Linked DNA regions of Mus musculus: region 1 is linked to region 2. The links are chromatin contacts, called in public HiChIP or PLAC-seq maps. All regions are on one chromosome and are shown on one strand. Each heading gives the region's core, a stretch centred on a gene start, on an enhancer-like site or on the middle of the called end of the contact. The rest is flanking DNA. Distances are from core to core; before and after follow the strand shown. Region 1 overlaps Fbxw7 (F-box and WD-40 domain protein 7). Region 2 overlaps Gm40079 (a long non-coding RNA gene).

Evidence for each region. HiChIP or PLAC-seq counts read pairs in DNA pulled down with a chosen protein or histone mark.
Region 1: a CTCF HiChIP or PLAC-seq map of CD8 T cells shows a contact between it and region 2, with 8 read pairs. The contact joins two enhancer-like sites. A contact is called at or near these places in 1 of 15 datasets of contacts at CTCF or cohesin (CD8 T cells), 2 of 484 Hi-C or Micro-C datasets (the AML12 cell line and Sertoli cells) and 2 of 115 datasets of contacts at active chromatin or transcription factors (CD8 T cells and embryonic stem cells).

Annotation. Positions count from the first base shown.
Region 1 is chr3:84,846,979-84,850,777 of GRCm38.p6, reverse strand. All of the region lies in intron 1 of Fbxw7 (F-box and WD-40 domain protein 7), which reads right to left. All of the region lies in intron 3 of Gm40080 (a long non-coding RNA gene), which reads left to right. Among named protein-coding and RNA genes, the nearest start is that of Gm40080, 30 kb to the left of the region's middle. Within about 2 kb of position 1,792, at least 26 of the 459 cell types and tissues checked have an H3K27ac peak or open chromatin away from gene starts, as enhancers often do. A contact at or near this core is called in CD8 T cells, where this site is marked.
Region 2 is chr3:84,746,636-84,750,879 of GRCm38.p6, reverse strand. The region is part of intron 2 of Gm40079 (a long non-coding RNA gene); the gene reads right to left. Among named protein-coding and RNA genes, the nearest start is that of Gm40079, 3.8 kb to the right of the region's middle. Within about 2 kb of position 1,484, at least 43 of the 459 cell types and tissues checked have an H3K27ac peak or open chromatin away from gene starts, as enhancers often do. A contact at or near this core is called in CD8 T cells, where this site is marked.

The sequences.
Region 1 (3,799 bases), core at 543-3,042, 100 kb before region 2:
CAAGTACACTGTAGCTGTCTTCAGAGACTCCAGAAAAAGGCATCAGATCCCATTACAGATGGTTGTGAGCCACCATGTGGTTGCTGGAAATTGAACTCTTAACCTCTGAGCCATCTCTCCAGCCCCTAGGAGTAACAATCATTAACATAATTTCCAGGCCAACCAGAATAGGCTGCAGAGGAGGGGAAAAAAAAAAATCACAGAAAGTAAAACCCAGAACACTAGCTAGTCATCCATGCAAGTACTAAGCCAAGAAGAGTTACTATAGGGCTGGAAATGCAGTTGTACTAGTATCTTTCTAGAATTTAAAGAAATTTCCAGAAAGGCAGTAGGTGGCAGCCCATAGACGGCCAATCCCAGGGATCAGACGCTTCTGAATGCCTTCTGGGAATTACTTAATTCTAGTAGCCATTTAGATGGTAAGGTATGATGATACTTCTACTGATGAAGGAAACAGCATGAAGTATAAAGTGGTTTATCAAGTTATTCTCTTAAGCCATGTTATAACAAAGTATAAGACAACTCACACATCAAGAAGGATTCAGGTTACCGTAAGCATCCAAACAGAGTAGTTTCAGTTACAGTAGTTTCAGTTACAGAAATATATTAAATACTGAGTACATTTCCAGTTCTGAATAGCCTCCCTCAGAAGCCCCATTAAGAAGGGATATGTGTGTGTGTGTGTGTGCGTGTATATATATATATATATATATATATATATATATATATATATATATATACACACATATATATATATCAAAGCCATTCTTATAAATTAATCTTTCAGCTGACATGAAAGTGATCTTCACATGTCAGTACAACTAACAAGACTACAAAGGAACAAAGTGTCTACCCTATAAGAGGTTGCTTGTTGGAACTAGATATTTAACCTTTATAAGGACTATAGTTAAGACTTTTTGGTCCTTAAAAATCAAATCTACCTCTCTTCCACACACTAGCATAAAAATGACCAAGAACAAGGAAGGGCTTCAATGTTGTTAGTACAAGAAAAATTAAAAGGAACAGACTTGGGCAGCATTAATGCAGCATTTGCTAATTATAGGCTTATCAACAGAGGATACCCGAAAGAACCTATTTTTTGAATTAAAAGTTTTGGGGGGGACAAAAATGGGGAGGTGGAACTAGAAATGGGGCATGGTGGCAACACCTATAATTCCAGCACTTTGGAGGCAAAGGCAAGTGGATGTCTGAGCTTGAGGCCAGCCTAGTCTATACAGCAAGTTCTGGGCCAGCCAGAGCTACAGTAACAAGAGTAAATCTAAAGATTATGTCTATGAAAGCCATCAACTGTACCAGAAGACATTTAAAAGTACATAAAGGAACAGATGACTGTTACCGCACTGAAAACTGTAAATTCAGTGAGGTTCCAATCATAATTCCAAGAGTTGTTAGAAATTGCTTGATATTAGATTATTTTGGAAGGATGTTTGAAACTTGATAAGCTGACCTGAAAGTTTCAGAGAAGGTTCACTTTATTAAATTTCAAAGACACATTAGAACTGTTCTCATTTAACAGTGTGATTCTGACATGAAGGAAGACAAACCAAATCAGCCCAGAGAATAGAAACAACACAAATAAAACTCACGGTCTTAACAGGCTTTTTCCACCACTAAAAATACATGGCAGAAATCATTTTAAAGAGGGATTCCCTCTGACTTGGGGCAGGAGGACGTGACACAGGAGAGAAACTCTTATCATGGTGTCATATCAGTGGTCAGGAAACAGAAAGACAGGATGTCTGTCTATGCCAACAGGCTTCCCACAGTACCTCCACCCTCAGGTTTCCGCCCCCTTCTTGCTGGAGTTGGGTGAAGTGCAACTCTAGAGATCTAGCCCAAGGCTGCACATGCTATGCTAACACTCTACCACTGGAGTACATTCTCAATCCCCAAAATTTGAAAACAGGGCTCTTCTGTGTAGGCCAAAAGCACCTTTAACTCCTGACCTCCGGAGTACTGGGATTACAGCTGTGTACACCTGATTTTCGTTCCCACATTCACTTTATCTGCCTCTCAGTCTCTGAATGGTACAGTCCACAGTCAGGGCAGCTCTGCCCTCAGTTAATCCACTCTGGAAAGAAACACCCAGAAGTGCTTGTTACTGAGGTCCTAGGCTTGGCTCAATCTATCAGGCTGACACTCAACATCAACTATAGATACAAGCAACAAACTAAAACACTAACAGAACTGAGTGTAACAAAGATTAGAAAAGTAATTGTAATGCTTAGTTCTCAAAACACTAATGCACAAACTATAAAAAGTGCCAGAAATCAATATAAAGGGAAAATACAAAAAGTAAATGTAGAGCATACGAAGAAAAGATTCAAAGAACAGGATATCAGAGTGATGAAAGATGCTCAACTTCACTAGAAATTAAAGTAATAAATAAATTTTACATCAAACTCACACAGGCCAACTGGAGGCCACTAGATAAAAATTAAGGGAAACAGGGTGGGAGGTATCAAGCTGTAACTTTTGGACCCCAAAGCAATACCTGAACCTAGATCCTCTGAGCCCCTACTTTCTGGTGCCTATCGCAAATCAACTCACACACTTGATTACGATACCATGTGCGAGCATTACGCACCACTTGCCAAAGACAAAAAAGCCTAGTTATCTCTCAGCAAAACTGACTCTTACTCAACATGCAAAGGTAACAGAGGCAGTAAGAAATGAACTAAGTTTTTTATGTCAATTGGAATGCATCTATAAAGCAATGAAATGTAAAACTGTTCAGGTCATTTTATGAACATCTCAGACATAGAAAAACAAGAGTGGAATGGCCAAAGGACCTTAGGCCACCGGGTACCTAGTAACAAAGGAAGACGAGCTGAGAAGGAAAGAACTTGAAAGGAAGAAGAGCCCCTACAGGTCAGGAAGAGACTGGAGGAGGATCATCAGTTCAGAGCATCAGATGAGGGATGCAAAGGAGGACAAAGGTTGTTAATGGCTCCTTAACCCTGACTTGGGCACAAGAGGTATGTTTAGTACCTTCTGGATTTCTACAGTGTGTCTGATTTACTTCATTATTTATAGAGTTATAATGGTATTTAAAATAGTAAGCTTGCTGAGGATGAATACCAAATCCAAAAGTTACAATGAAAGGAACTTGGAGACAAACAGGTTTTTGTCAAGGCAAAAATCACAAACCATTACAAAGACAGTAAGTAATTCAGATGGCGAGGCCATGACCTCCTAATGAGAGCAGATCTGAGTCTCTGTAAGGAAGAAGGAAATTGGACATCCTGGACAGGGTGCTAAGGTGAATCAAATGTAGCTAGCTTGTTATCTCAGCTCACTCGGCCTGGCTTCACTGTGATTTTTCAGGTGACCTTGAATCTAAACAGTGCATTCTGCCTGGTAATGCAAGAGACAGAAAAGCCTGTTAGCAGCTCACTGGGAGCTTATCACTAGTGTGCCACTAAGATGCATACAGAAAGAAAAAGCAACACTTCACACCTAGACAACTTCGGCTGGCATTCAGGGAAAAAAAGTGCCAGCTGGAGGAAAGGTTTCCTAACTACAGTGGAACTGAAGCTGAGGAGGTGAAGGACAAACATCAAAACAATCCAAAGGTGCAAAACACACACCAAGCAAGAAAAATGGTGTCAAAATGTAAACCTCTGGGGAAGGAAAACTGTGAAAGATGTGCTTGGCAATTTTTAAGTCTCAGAAAAATAAAATATTTACAAAAATCTATAAAACCAGGATCTAAGTTGCAAAAAAGAACTTGTTAAAACATGTAAGTAACTCTCAGAGAAAGCATCCACTCACAGGC
Region 2 (4,244 bases), core at 235-2,734:
CCCTCCATGGCCTCTGCATCAGCTCCTGCTCCCTGACCTGCTTGAGTTCCAGTCCTGACTTCCTTTGGTGATGAACAGCAGCATGGAAGTATAAGCCGAATAAACCCTTTCCTCCCCAACTTGCTTCTTGGTCATGATGTTTGTGCAGGAATAGAAACCCTGACTAAGACAGATGGCTAGGCAGTAAGCTCACGGGACCCACCTGTGTAAGTACACACCATCACGCCTGGCTTCTTACATGGGTGCTGACGATCAAGCTCGGATCCTTATGCTTGTGTGGAGAGCACTTTAGCTTCTGGAGCCACCTCCCCAGCTCAGATCTTTAGAGCTCTCAGTTAAAAATAAATACTTTAGAATATCAGTTCTCAACCTGTGGGTCTTAACTATTTTGGAGGTCCTCTATCAGATATTCTGTGTATTGGATATTTTCACTACAATTCATAACAGTAGCAAAATCACAGTTATGAAGTAGCAACCAAATAATTTTATGATTTGGGGGTCACCACAATATGAGGAACTGTATCAAAGGGTCACAGCATTAGGAAGGTTGAGAACCACTGGCCTATGACAGCCATCTGGCCTTTGTGAGTTTCCATCCACATTCTCTGTGAGAAGCCCACATCAGTGGTGTTTCTCGGAGCACTTCCCTCAGTGGGAAGAGGGCCTTGTATCCATCTCTGTGGGCTTCACGTCATGCTTGTGGGAACTGATCCTAATGGCATACAGGAGCGTCTGATCCTGAGGGGGGAGGCTGAAGAGGTAGAGAAGGACAATGGAGGTCTCACCCTTTAACGATTTCTTTATTTTTCTCTTTCACTTCTTCCAAATTACGTACTCTCCTGAAGAACGGTGGCTGAGGCAGCAGCTCAGGTAGCCTCTCTCCCTAGGACTGCTCTCCCTGGCAAGACTGAGAATCTCACCTGGGCTGAAGCCTCCTTCCAAGAAAGCCACAGCCAGCTTGCAAGGGTCGGAGGCTGCTCGGCTCTGCTTGCTCTCCTAATACCCTGTACTTAAATCTAATGCTTTCCAAGTCAAAGCTCATGCTGACTTCGCCAAGAAACCATCTCAGAATCTCACATTCCCTCTGCCCACCAAGGCACTAATCTCTGTCTCTCTATTCTCTCTCTCTCTCTCTCTCTCTCTCTCTCTCTCTCTCTCTCTCTCTGTCTGTCTCTCTCTCTCACATGTTCTTATGTGCCAAGTGTGTGTGTGCTCACAAATGTCAGGTGTTTTCTTTAATTGTTTCCCACCCTACACCTTTTTTTTTTTGGAGACAGGGTTGCTCAAGCAGGTTGAGCCTGATTGGTCTGGTCGAGCTTGCCAGCAAACCTCAGGGATTTTCCTCGTCCTCTGTGCACTGGGATTGTAGGTGCACACTACCACAGCACTGGCATTTCTGTGGCTGTTGGGGATCAAACTCGGGTCCCCGTGCTTCTGCAGTAAGCACTTTTCCTACTGAGTCATCTCCCCAGCCCAGTATCTTTCTGCCCCTCCTTGATTGTGGTTTCCTCAAAGGAGGAGCTAAATCTTTTTTGCCACAAAACCCCCATCGTTTTTGCTGGTTGAGTGTTAAGTTGTTTGAAGAACATTATGCTCACCAGGCTTCTAGCAAACAAACACAACTGGGGTTAGTGGAAATGAATTTCTGCTTGTGTTGTTTAGTGTGCACAGAGCACATCCTAAGTATTTTTAAGTGCACTCAGTGAGATGTGCTTCGTGAGCTACACAACTGACCATTAAAAGGGTGCGGGCAAATGTTTTTACTGTGTGTTTTTATTGGGAAGCCCTCTGAGCAATCTAACTTTAGAGTATTTTCTTTCTAAAAGAAGTTCTATCCCCCGATTAATAATACTGTCCATTCCAGCCAACCTACCCCTAACCTACTCTGGACCTGTACAGATTAATCTGCTTGTCCAACATTTCACAGAAATGGAAACATACAATATATGATCTTCATGATTTAAATTTCATGCTGATGAAACAGTCTGAGATTTGTCTTTTGAAGAGGTCAGCTCCTTTAAATCAATCTTTGGCAAAATCCACTGTAGGAGGGAAAGATCATCAATCAGGCAGGAAGAACACTGCCTGACCTTTCTGAGGACGTTTGTGTTTTAAGGTGGAATAACAACACCATCGCACAAATAAATGGCTCCTGTTTAAAAAGCAAACGTTTGGGGAGAATACAAAGCATGACACTGGACAGCTGCCCTCTCCCAGGCTGACTCTCACCGATGGACTCTTCTGGTCTCTCCACATGCCCTGTGTGGAGAATTATCAAGTTCTTGGAGCAGGCCTAATGCACCTTCTCTTGTTCATAGAATGGGGGACAGCTTTTCTAAGAATTAAATCCATCCTCTTTTAGGCAAATAACCACAAACCTTCATGACCAGTATTATGCTTAAATTTCTCTCCAACTGGGATGTGACTTAGAGTCTGCTAGCCTGCCGACAGCTATGCAGAAGTTGCCACTCATGGGCGTGCACTACTTCTGCAAGTTCCCGGGTCATTTACCAGTCCATCTGCATGTGGATCCTGTGATTTGACACCACCCTTCTATACAACCCATTGCACCAGACATCCTGGAGGATCATATGATCTGAAACTAAGTCACAGCCATGAGATAGTGCAGCTTCAGGGTAAAAGGCCGTTCAGAAGACACAGCGTCTGCATGCTAAAAAGCTTTAGGAATAGGTTTCCACTCCCAGACATGAGTTCCCTTCTACAAAGTGGGTCTTAAGGGCAAACAGACAGCTGTTGATTACCCCGAAGATATTAGTACCACCATTACACTACTGGGATCAAACTGCTAATTGCTTTATTGCCGTTTCACATATTTTATAGCTGGGTAGGACCCTGGCTAAGTTTTCTCCCTTGGAACGCTGCACAGCACTTCTGACACTATGAGAGCTTCTAGGTCAGTACCAGTTTGATTTCTTGAAGTCTGGTGAGCAAAGAGTGTGTTGTCATCGGCAATAAGATCTTACCCCCAAGCCTGGCAGCCAACCAAGAGCAATGGCAATAGCCTGTATCATTTTGAGGGGTCTCAAGAACATGGACACGAATCTGTGACTGGAGAGACCGCACACATGTCCTAGAGGAGAACTTACTACTGCTATCATAGTCTTGCTAAGTGGATATAGCACCCAACCATCTTCCCAATGTTTACCCTCATACCCTGTAAGTGCACCTCTTGCCCCTCATCAAAGCATCCCCTTTTGCAGCAGATGAAGGCTACTACAGAAAGCCACAGCTAGTTAATATGCAGAGGATAACTCCTCCCCTAAATAGGATATCTATAACACAACTCCAATATCCCAAGACTCATGGAACACCATGGAAGAGGAGATGGAAAAGTTACAAGGGCCAGAGCCATGGAGGACTTCTATGAAACAGTCTTCTCATTTGACAGGAATGTTGCTTCCATGAACTGTCAACAGGTATGGTGACCAGCACAAGGCCATAGCAGTCAACATTCTAGCATGGATGGGGAAGGGTTCACAAGGCCTCAGCTATAGGCAATTGAGGGCTCCTGGGGGAGGGGGTGTCAGTTTTCTTCAAGGATGAGCCCCTCCAAAAAAGATTGCTCACTTCCCAGTGGCTAGCCCCAACCTATGTGCATATAGGCAACTCCAATTGGACTTAATGTTTATGTATGAAAGATAATTATAGAAGAGGACATGAATTTGAAAGGGGGCTAGGGTGTATGGGAAAAGTTGGAGGACAAGGGGCAAATATGATAAAAATTCATTGTACTTGTATATGAAATTCTTAAAATGTGTATATAGATAAATAAAAATTAGAAGTTTTAGGAATGTCCTAGATCCAAATTTCCTTATTTTTCCCTTTTTCTTTTCTTTCTTTTTTTTTTTTTTTTTTTTTTTAGGATGTATTTATTTTATATATGTGAGTACACTGTTTCTGTCTTCAGACACACCAGAAGAGGTCACCATATTCCATTACAGATGGTTGTGAGCCACCATGTGGTTGCTGGGAATTGAACTCAGGACCTTTGGTAAAGCAGTAAATGCTCTTAGCCGCTGAGCCATCTCTCCAGCCCCAGCTTTTCCTTTTCGATGTAGCTCCAGCTCTCCAGAAACTCTCTATGTAGAACAGGCTGGCCTTGACCTCACAGAGCTCTGCCTGTCTGTCTCCAGGTGTGTGCCACCACGCTCAGCTCAATTTTTCTTTCTTTTTATGTATGAACAGGAGTGAAGCATGAGGTGAGATGGCTCAGTTGTTGAAAG